Regions from separate parts of the Mus musculus genome. Here region 1 is linked to region 2. Evidence: chromatin contacts called from public promoter capture Hi-C data. All regions are on one chromosome and are shown on one strand. Each heading gives the region's core, a stretch centred on a gene start, on an enhancer-like site or on the middle of the called end of the contact. The rest is flanking DNA. Distances are from core to core; before and after follow the strand shown.

Region 1 (4,160 bases), core at 1,466-3,965, 380 kb after region 2:
TCAGGGCAGAATTCTCAAGAAAGGGGTCAAATGGCTCTGCTAAGGAGGGGCCAGATGAGAGGGCTCAGCCAGTAAAGTGCTCGCCACTAAGCCTGACAACCTGAGTTCAGTCCCTGGGACCCACAAGGCAGAGGGAACTGACTACTGCTGTTCTGTGACATGAGCACGGTCACACACACACATACCCTAAATAAATACATGGAAAGACAAACTAAACAAACAAGGAAGCCGGCACTTTAGGAATGATTCTGGGTAACTCTGATATTTACAAGCAAGACAACAGAGTTGCCTCTGTATACCTCCGTGGAGGCAGACTTGTCTGTGCCAAGAAGCTGGGGGCTGCTGTGCAGTACCAAAGTCATGGTGTCACTGGAGTGCCTGGATACGAAGCTGATGTGGAGACCACATACCTGTGAGCCATTGCCCCTTATAGGGCCACAGGCTAGCCAATGGGCATGTGAGTGGTGGTGTGGGAACAGGTGTGGCTGCTGAGCTGGAGCTGAGCCCTGAGGAGCGAGGGGGGGGTGGGCAGGAAGCTCCAGTAGAGGGGGCCACCAGACCACACTGCCCCCCACCCCCACCCCCGCTCCGGAGCATCTCTACCTCTTGTTGCTAGCAGGAGCACCTTGTCCCCTCTCCTGGGTCATGTTCTCAGAGGATGACTCATCTGTTCATTCAGCCTTCTCATTCTTTCTCCCATCGCTGACTCAGATCTAAGTCCATCCCTGGTTCTTTCTACTCCAGGATGAACAGGAAAGCCGAGTGCTGGTGTACAGCTGTCAGCATAGAGTAGGTGCTCAATAAACATCTAAGGCTAGGAGGTGGGAGAAGGGATGGAGAAAACAAACAGAAGTTAGGGCCAGAGGCCTGGGGTAGGGTCTGTACTGCTGTATAGCTCAGCAGCTTCGGGAGGGCTCTGAGAATCAGGGTACCTGATCCCCAAGCACAGGGGCAGCTGTAGTGGGCACAGCTGGCTGCCAGAGAGAATGTCAGAAGATAAGGAGAGTAAATGGAGGCACCCAGTGGTCAGTACCCCACCAGAAGGAGAACAGGCTTTCTGGGGGAAAGGTGAGGTGAGAGGAACAGGTTCGGGACTTGGGCAGGGGTGTCCTCTTCCCTTGCTCCCTCTGCCCCCACCTTTGGTAGGCTACTTCCCTTCTGCATTTAACTGCTCTGAGCTTCAGTTTTCACTTCTGCTGAATGACAACTGCACCACCTCTTGGGGAGAGTGCCTTAGGTAACAGGGCAGTGCCTACCCCACCAGGACACATGCCTGGTGACAGGGACAGGGGATTAACAGCTGTTTCTTGCCTTGTAAGGGGAAGGACCATCCAGTACAGAGGAGACCCAAGGGGACAGCTGGAGTTCAGGCAGGTAGCTTGAAATGAATTCATTGTGTACAGGTTGACGGGGTAACCTGTCTGCGCCCCCCGCCCCAATTTCCTATCTCCCCTGCCACATGTGTGCCCTTAGGTTACACAGTGCTTGCCCTGGTTCGGATCCTGATTTGTGGCCCTGGGTTTACCTATTTGGGAAGGGTGGGGGTTGGTTGAGGGCAGATTCCATAACAGGCTATCCTCTGAGTTGCCAGCAATGGAGCTGATTGGCAGCCGCACTCTGGGCAGGGATAACTGGGACTCTGCCTTGTCAAGGTAAGCAGAGGTCTGAAACTCTGGAATGTATCTGCAGAGACTAGCATCTCCACGTATTGTGTGGGGACAGGCAAAGGGGAAGCAGATCTAGCAGACAGCTTTCTTCCTAAATATATGGCCCTGCTCATCAGGGTCGACCTGGGTAGGGGACAGAGAAGGACCCTCATTCATATCTCACCAACCAACCAAACAACCAACCAACCAACCAACAAAAAAGCTCTAAGCAGGACAGGTGAGACCAGGGAGCCAGTTCAGAGCAAGACTGCAGGGGCGAGAGCGACAACATAACCCCTTGTCTTCCCCAGCAGTCCTGTGGCTCAGTTGCGACTCACTGGACTGTCCTCCGCTCCTAAGGTCTGTGGGTCTATGGGTTGTAATAAGGGGTCCTGGGCGGCACCAATCCCAGGTAAGCTGTGTCCTACAACAAACAGTTCACTCTCGGGTCCCCTGACTTTTGCCGGAGCATCGGGAAAGTTCACCGGATCGTACGAGGAAGCAAGGCAGCCCCCAGCTAGAAAGAAGGGGAAGGGGAGGTTATTCAAAAGCCAGCAACTCAGTCGCAGTTCGGGATGGGAGGGAGGCTGCCGGGCCCAGGAAGAGGAGGAAGATCCCCCTGTCCATCCCACTTCGGGGTCAGAAGAAAGTTAAGGCCAAGGAGTTGCTTCTGGCTAAGGCAGGGCTGTGCGAACTGTGTTCACGTAGTCGGGGGCAGGGGGCTCCGCGGCTCGTCTCCCTGGGAGTCCCGGGGCCACCCTCTCCCGCGGGGTGCCCCCGAGCCCGGCTGCTGGCTCCCCCAGGCCCGCGGCCCACCTTCTACCGCGGCCCGCCTTCCCGGCGGCGGGAGCGGGGCCCAGGCCGGCGGGCGGAGGCGGCGCCACCCGGGGCGCTGACGTAGCGGCCGCTCGGCGGCCGGGGGTCCCTTCGGTGGGGCCGCGGCTCCCCGCCCGCCGCCCCCGCGCGTCCATTCGCTTTGTGTCCCGCGCGCGGCCGGGCCCCCCGCGCACTCTCAGCCCTGCGCCCCGCGGCCCGGCGGGCGGCTCCCGGCGCGGCCCCAGCAGCCCGCGCCGGCATTGTGTGGACGCGCCCGGCCGCGAGCGCGCGCGCGGGCCCTGCCGAGCGCCCCCGGCCCCGTCCGCTCCGGCCGCGGCGCCCGCGCCCGCCGCCCCCGCCGCCCTCGCCGCGCGGCCCCCGGCCCGGCCCGGCCCGACCCGGGCAGCGCAGCGGCGGGGCGAGCGGCGGCGCGGCAACATGGCGACGGTGCCCGTGTACTGCGTCTGCCGGCTGCCCTACGACGTTACCCGCTTTATGATCGAGTGCGATGCCTGCAAGGACTGGTTCCACGGCAGGTGAGCGCGCCGCGGCCCGCCCGGCCCACCGAGCCCCGCGCCCTGGTCGCGCGCCCCGGGCCCCGCCGGGCACCGCAGCCGCGTTCGGCCGCCGGGCCGCGCGCCCTTTTGTGCCCAGGGCGGGGGCGTACGGCCGCCGCGCACAAAGCGAGGCCCGTGGCCGGGGCGGGCGAGGGGCGCGGGGAAGTTGGGGCTCCGGCCGCGATGGGGCTGGGACCCGGTCGTCTGACAGCGGGGCCGCAGTGGCCGCGGAGGCCAGGAGCCGGACGAGGCCCAGGCCCGGGGCCCCCGCCGCCAGCCCCCTGCGAAGTTGCAGGAACTTTCCCCGCGCGGGCTCGGGGCGGCCGGGCCGGGAGAGGCGGGCGCGCGGCCCGGCGCGGGTCCCCCGAGAGGCGCGACTGGCGGGCTCCGGAGCTGGCAGGGCTCGGGTGGACCGGGGGAACGGTAGCGAGGTAGCGGCCAGTGCCCCCCGTCTGTGCTGGATCCCGGGAACCCCCTCGGGACTGTGTCCTGGCGGGCAGGACCCCACCGGGGACCCCGCGTGCCTACTGGCTCGGGCCGGCCTGCGGGCCTAGGCGGGAGTGCAGTGACAGACCGACGTGAGTGTCTGTGTGTTGGGGTGGGGGTGTTGTGGCTTGGCCGCTCATTTCCTGGCCTGCTCGGCTCCCCATTTCCCTCCTCTCTGCTTCAGGCAGAGGAACCCCAGTTTTGACATGACCTTATGCTCTTTAAGGAAGATGGGGAGGAGGGAAAGAGGTAAGCTTGGAGATACTAAACCCGCCCTCTGGGCCCTTGCCGGTGGCCATGACCTGGCCTTGTGTCTACTTTTTAAGAGCCTAAGTCCCTTCCTACTTAGAAGTAAGAGGAGGAGAAAGAGGTGATCATCCTGCTTAAACTGCTCCAACAGGTTCTCTTGTGTTTGACTTTGCCTGTGGGATGTGCTTGGGCCTCAAGAGGGCTGGCCTGAAGCTGGACAGGTCTGTCTGTCCCCTGGGTGTGAGTTTTTAACAGCGAGTAGCAGGCTGGAGGGAGAGAACGGTGTGTGGTTCTGGACCGTCCCTGACCTTCCTTCTAGAGAGAAGACCCTTCTGATATCTCACATCCAGGATCTTTAGGGAGTCTTGAAAAAGAGCTGTGGTCTCTGGTCTAGTCATCTTTAAGT
Region 2 (4,295 bases), core at 1,465-3,964:
GACAACCTGGCCCTAGAGGCCAGCCCTTCTCAGTAGGTGGGTGCTAGGTATCAAAGAAGCTTAACAGGCCCCTGAGTATTAAGCCTCTGGTGACCCTTGAGCTACCAGGTCACCTTCTTACCTCCCAGCTTATCTGGGAGCAGCCTCCAGCGAATGAAAACCCAAGGCTGCCTCTGGAAAGCTGTGCTTAGGGGGAAACTCTTCAGATCACTATAACGAGGCTAATCCTTACAACCAAGTGACCTTGGACCAGACTGACCCTTCTCTCAGCCTTGGTTTCCCTGTCTGTAGAATGAGTGCCATCTCATAACTTGCTTGCTTTCTTCCCTCCCAGTTTTTGTTTTGTTTTGTTTCTGGCTTTAGTGTTGGTTTTGGTTTTTGAGACAAGGTCTCCAGTACAGGCTGGTCTAGATAGAACTTCTGATGCTCTTGGCTCCACCTCCCAAGTGTTGGTCACAGGCACGGATCACCATGATCAACTAGCCTACATCTTCTCTGACAAGTACAGAGCACAGTGGCTTTGGGGATGTTTGAGATTGTTTACGAGTACGACGCTTTGAGAAATATCTGTTATGGAGAACTGGAGAGGTGGGTCAGCAATTAAGCGCACTTGCTTCTCTCTTGCAGAGACCCGGAGTCTGGTTCCCACCATGCACATCAGACAGCTCACAACTGCCAGTAACGCCAGCTTTCCGAGGGTCTGGTGTCTCTACAGACATTCTCACTTCCTCCCTCCTCCTCCTCCTCCTCCTCCTCCTCCTCCTTCCTCTCCTCCTCCTCCTTCTTCTCTTCCTCCTCCTCCTCCTCCTCTTTCTCCTTCTCTTCTTCCTCCTCACATATTTGTTTCCTGGTTTTAAGATTTTAATTTAGCATGTGTGTGTGTGTGTGTGTGTGTGTGTGTGTGTGTGTGTGTGTGTGTGTGAAGGCAGGGGATTACTCCGTGGTTCTCTCTTTCCACACACAGGTTGCCAGGCCTACAGAGCAAGCACCTTTACCCACTGGGCCATCTTGCTGATCCTATTTTCTGCTTTCTGATTAGACAATACACTTACTCATTGTTGCAAAGTCAGAAAATACAGGAAAGAGAGTAGAAAGTCCAGAATAAAGAATGCCTGTAACCTCACTGCCCAGTGGCAGTGAGGCGTGAGGGGGAGGAGCCAGCTTCCTGACAGTTTTCCCTGTGCCCTGTTGTATCCTTGGCTCTTGAACTGGCCTGGCAGGTGTCAGGTGCTCAGTAGTCACCCCCATGGCACACACACACACACACACACACACACACACACCCTCAAAGGGTTCTCAAGCCATCATTTCTGAACCCGAGGTGGGTGGAGGTGGGTGCTAGTTGTTGATGAGCTGACTCACCCTGGATGGTAGAACTGCAAAGTGGTCAGATCCCAGGCATATAACCAACTCCTCTCCTCCCCTCTAACCTACCATCAGGAAGTTAATCCTTGTGCTTTCCCATGGACAGCTCTTTTTTTTTTGGGGGGGGGGGGAGGGAGTTTTTTTCGAGGCAGGGTTTCTCTGTGTAGCCCTGGCTGTCCTGGCACTCACTTTGTAGACCAGGCTGGCCTGAAACTCAGAAATCTGCCTGCCTCTGCCTCTGCCTCCCAAATGCTGGGATTAAAGGCGTGCGCCACCACCGCCCCGGCGCCCTGTACAGCTCTTATCTGAACCTTTTACCCATCGACAATGGAATGTTAGGGCTTGAGTCATTGTGAAAGGTTTTGGGGGTGAAATTCTCATTTTTTTTTTCTATTGAGTAGAGACTAAAGAACCAAGAAAACAAGAGCTGGAAGGATAGCTCAGCAGTAAAGAGCACCTGCTGTTCTTGCATGTGATCTGAGTTTGGTTTCCAGCACCCACATGGTGACACACAGCCAACCACTGGCATGCAGAAGGCACACATACATGCAGGCCAACCGTTCATGCATAAAAGTAAAATAAATCTAAAGAAAAAAAGGATGCTCCCTGGAGACTTTGAAGAGCTCTGGCCCCACCTCCTGTATGATGAGACAACGTGGATCTGTGGTTCTGTGGAGTTCTATCTGTAGTGCTTTGTTCTGTAAGCCTAGGAAACATCCCCACCCTAAATAACTGTTGGTCAGCGCTGCTGAACATTGGGGGAGGGGGAGGGGGAGGGGGAGGGGGGAGGGGCGGCACTGAGCCACACGATGGTGGTAGGTGCCTCCCCCCCCCCACGTCCTTCACAGCTTCTACCCACAAATCAAGGACACTTTAAATCCCTCTAAGTCCCATCCCTGAGCCTCCAGGCAGCTGCTCTCCACTGGCAGACAGGGATCTCTGGCTATGTGGCCAGGAATTCTGATATCTCAGAGTATGGTGGGGGTGGGGTAGGAGAGGGGTTGGTATCACAGTGGGGTCTGTGGATGGACCTGCCTTTCACGATGCAGCAGACCGGACATAAGCTTGATTTCAACTTTAGGACATTAAAGAAAGTCACATCACGCGTGACTCGCAAGTTCAAGTGAAAAGGAGACATTAGGGGGTGCTACCAACCCTGACTCCAGAAGAGAATGAGGAGGCTGTCACTCTCCAAGGTCACCTGCCTGGCCCTAGAGTCCAAAGGTGAGTCGGGAGAGGAAGGGTGTGCAGAAAGACGGCTCTAGCTCAAAGGCTTACTTCGAGGCGATCAGCCTGGAGGCTCCCCATTCTCTGCCCCTCCAGGTGTCCAATCCCACTTCTGCCACCCAGTGCAAGGGGTTGGCGGGACCGGACTAAAGTTCAACTCTAGCGTCTTGGAGGGCGCGACCTGGGTGTGGCTAGAGACAGCCACGCCTTCCAACGACCCGCCCCTCAATTAAGTCCCGCCCCCACCTCCGCAAGCTCCACAGAACACTGCGGAGCGCTCAGGATGCGCCGAACGTCTGCGACCCTTCGGGGCCGAGCGAGGCCGCGGTGGCGTGCTGGGAACACAACGCCTGTCCCAGTGAACCAGACAGGTGAGGGCTAGGGCCGCAGTTCTCAGTGCCCTCTTCACCGACGGAGAAGTAGAGGGGCGAGGGGCTGCTGTGCTGGGGACCCTGTCCAGGAAGGGGGCGTGCATCGCACTGCCAGGGCCTTCTCGAGAACGAACTTTCTTCTTGACTTCCCGCCGATCCAGCGGGCGACCCCAACTGAGCCGAAACGGGGCGGCGAGCGGCCCGAAACCAGGCGGCGGGCACCTCTTAGCGTTTGCACGGATTCGGCGACGGTCGCCCCGCGCAGTCCCAGGTGCCTGCGGAAGTCGGAGCCGGCTTCACCTGGCGGGGTGTGCGGCCCGGGGTTGGAGGGAGTCATGGAAATGTCTTCTGGGTTGCAGAGAGTTGTTATCATCTTTGTTGATTACTCCAGCCACACTTTACCAAAGGGAAAGTGAGCCTGTGATAGAGGAGATGGGAGGTTATCCAGCAACCAGGACCCGGGCTGCATCTAGGCTGTCAAAGGTCAGAGGTCTCCGGGAGGAGGGAAAATGGTTGTTAAGTGTGCCGAAGAGGGTTCTACACTTGATCTTAGCCAAAAGGGCGAGAAGCGATGCTGATGTCAGCTTTGCTAACTCTTAGAAACACCACCAAAACCACATTCCTCCCAAGAGCTCAGTCCTGCGCATCCAGGAGGTTTCCTGCCTCTGTGGAGGGCTTAGCTGCATTGCACTGGAGGAAGCTGAGGATCTGTAGGCACATTGCCCTCACCCTAGAGCAGTGCTTCTCAACCGTCATAATGCTGCGACCCTTTAATACGGTTCCTCGTGCTGTGGTAACCCCCAACCATAAATTTATTTCCATTGCTGCTTCATAACTGTAATCCTGCTAGTTATGAATCCTATTGCAAATAACTGTGTTTTCTAACGGTCTTAGGAGATCCCTGTGAAAGGGTCGACTGACCCCCAGGTTGAGAAACCTTTAGTGGGTTTGATCCGTTTGATACCATCCCATCGTGCCAGCCCATTGCTGGCCCCACAGGTGTGGCTAGTTTTAGCTTTCTAATTGTTACTCCACAGGAGCGCCTTTGTGTTAGAAGAGGCTAACTCTGGGCCTGGTACTGCTGGGGGGAAGGGGGGACATGCTTGTGAGTACCTTCTGCATAGTAGTCTGGAGGAGTAGGTGTCACCAGCTAGAAGTGGATGGCCTTGCCTAAGGTTATCCCTTGGGGTGGCCTTGGGGCCCTGCTTAATTTGCAAACAAAAGGCTATTTGCATCGGAATCTCTGGAGAAAGTCTGAGAGTCCAGTGTCTCAGTTGTCCCTTGCCCTACCTGGCATCAGGAGGAATCCACATCCTCACAGTGTGTCCTTGG

Evidence for each region. Promoter capture Hi-C pulls out the DNA fragments that hold promoters and counts their contacts.
Region 1: a promoter capture Hi-C map of pre-B cells shows a contact between it and region 2, with 4 times the contacts expected there. The contact joins the promoter of Phf2os1 here to the promoter of Susd3 in region 2. A contact is called at or near these places in 5 of 39 promoter capture datasets (the C10 cell line, the HPC-7 cell line, liver and 2 more), 2 of 484 Hi-C or Micro-C datasets (B cells and CD4 T cells), 2 of 115 datasets of contacts at active chromatin or transcription factors (double positive thymocytes and effector CD8 T cells) and 1 of 9 other capture datasets (liver).

The regions. Positions count from the first base shown.
Region 1 is chr13:48,869,506-48,873,665 of GRCm38.p6, reverse strand. Phf2os1 (a long non-coding RNA gene) reads right to left here and starts at 2,715. Exons shown (of 2, transcript XR_003950516.1): 1 at 2,463-2,715; 2 at 1-814. Phf2 (PHD finger protein 2) reads left to right here and starts at 2,781. Exons shown (of 22, transcript NM_011078.3): 1 at 2,781-2,998. The coding sequence starts at 2,901.
Region 2 is chr13:49,246,713-49,251,007 of GRCm38.p6, reverse strand. It overlaps Susd3 (sushi domain containing 3), which reads left to right and starts at 2,714. Exons shown (of 5, transcript NM_025491.4): 1 at 2,714-2,963. The coding sequence starts at 2,876.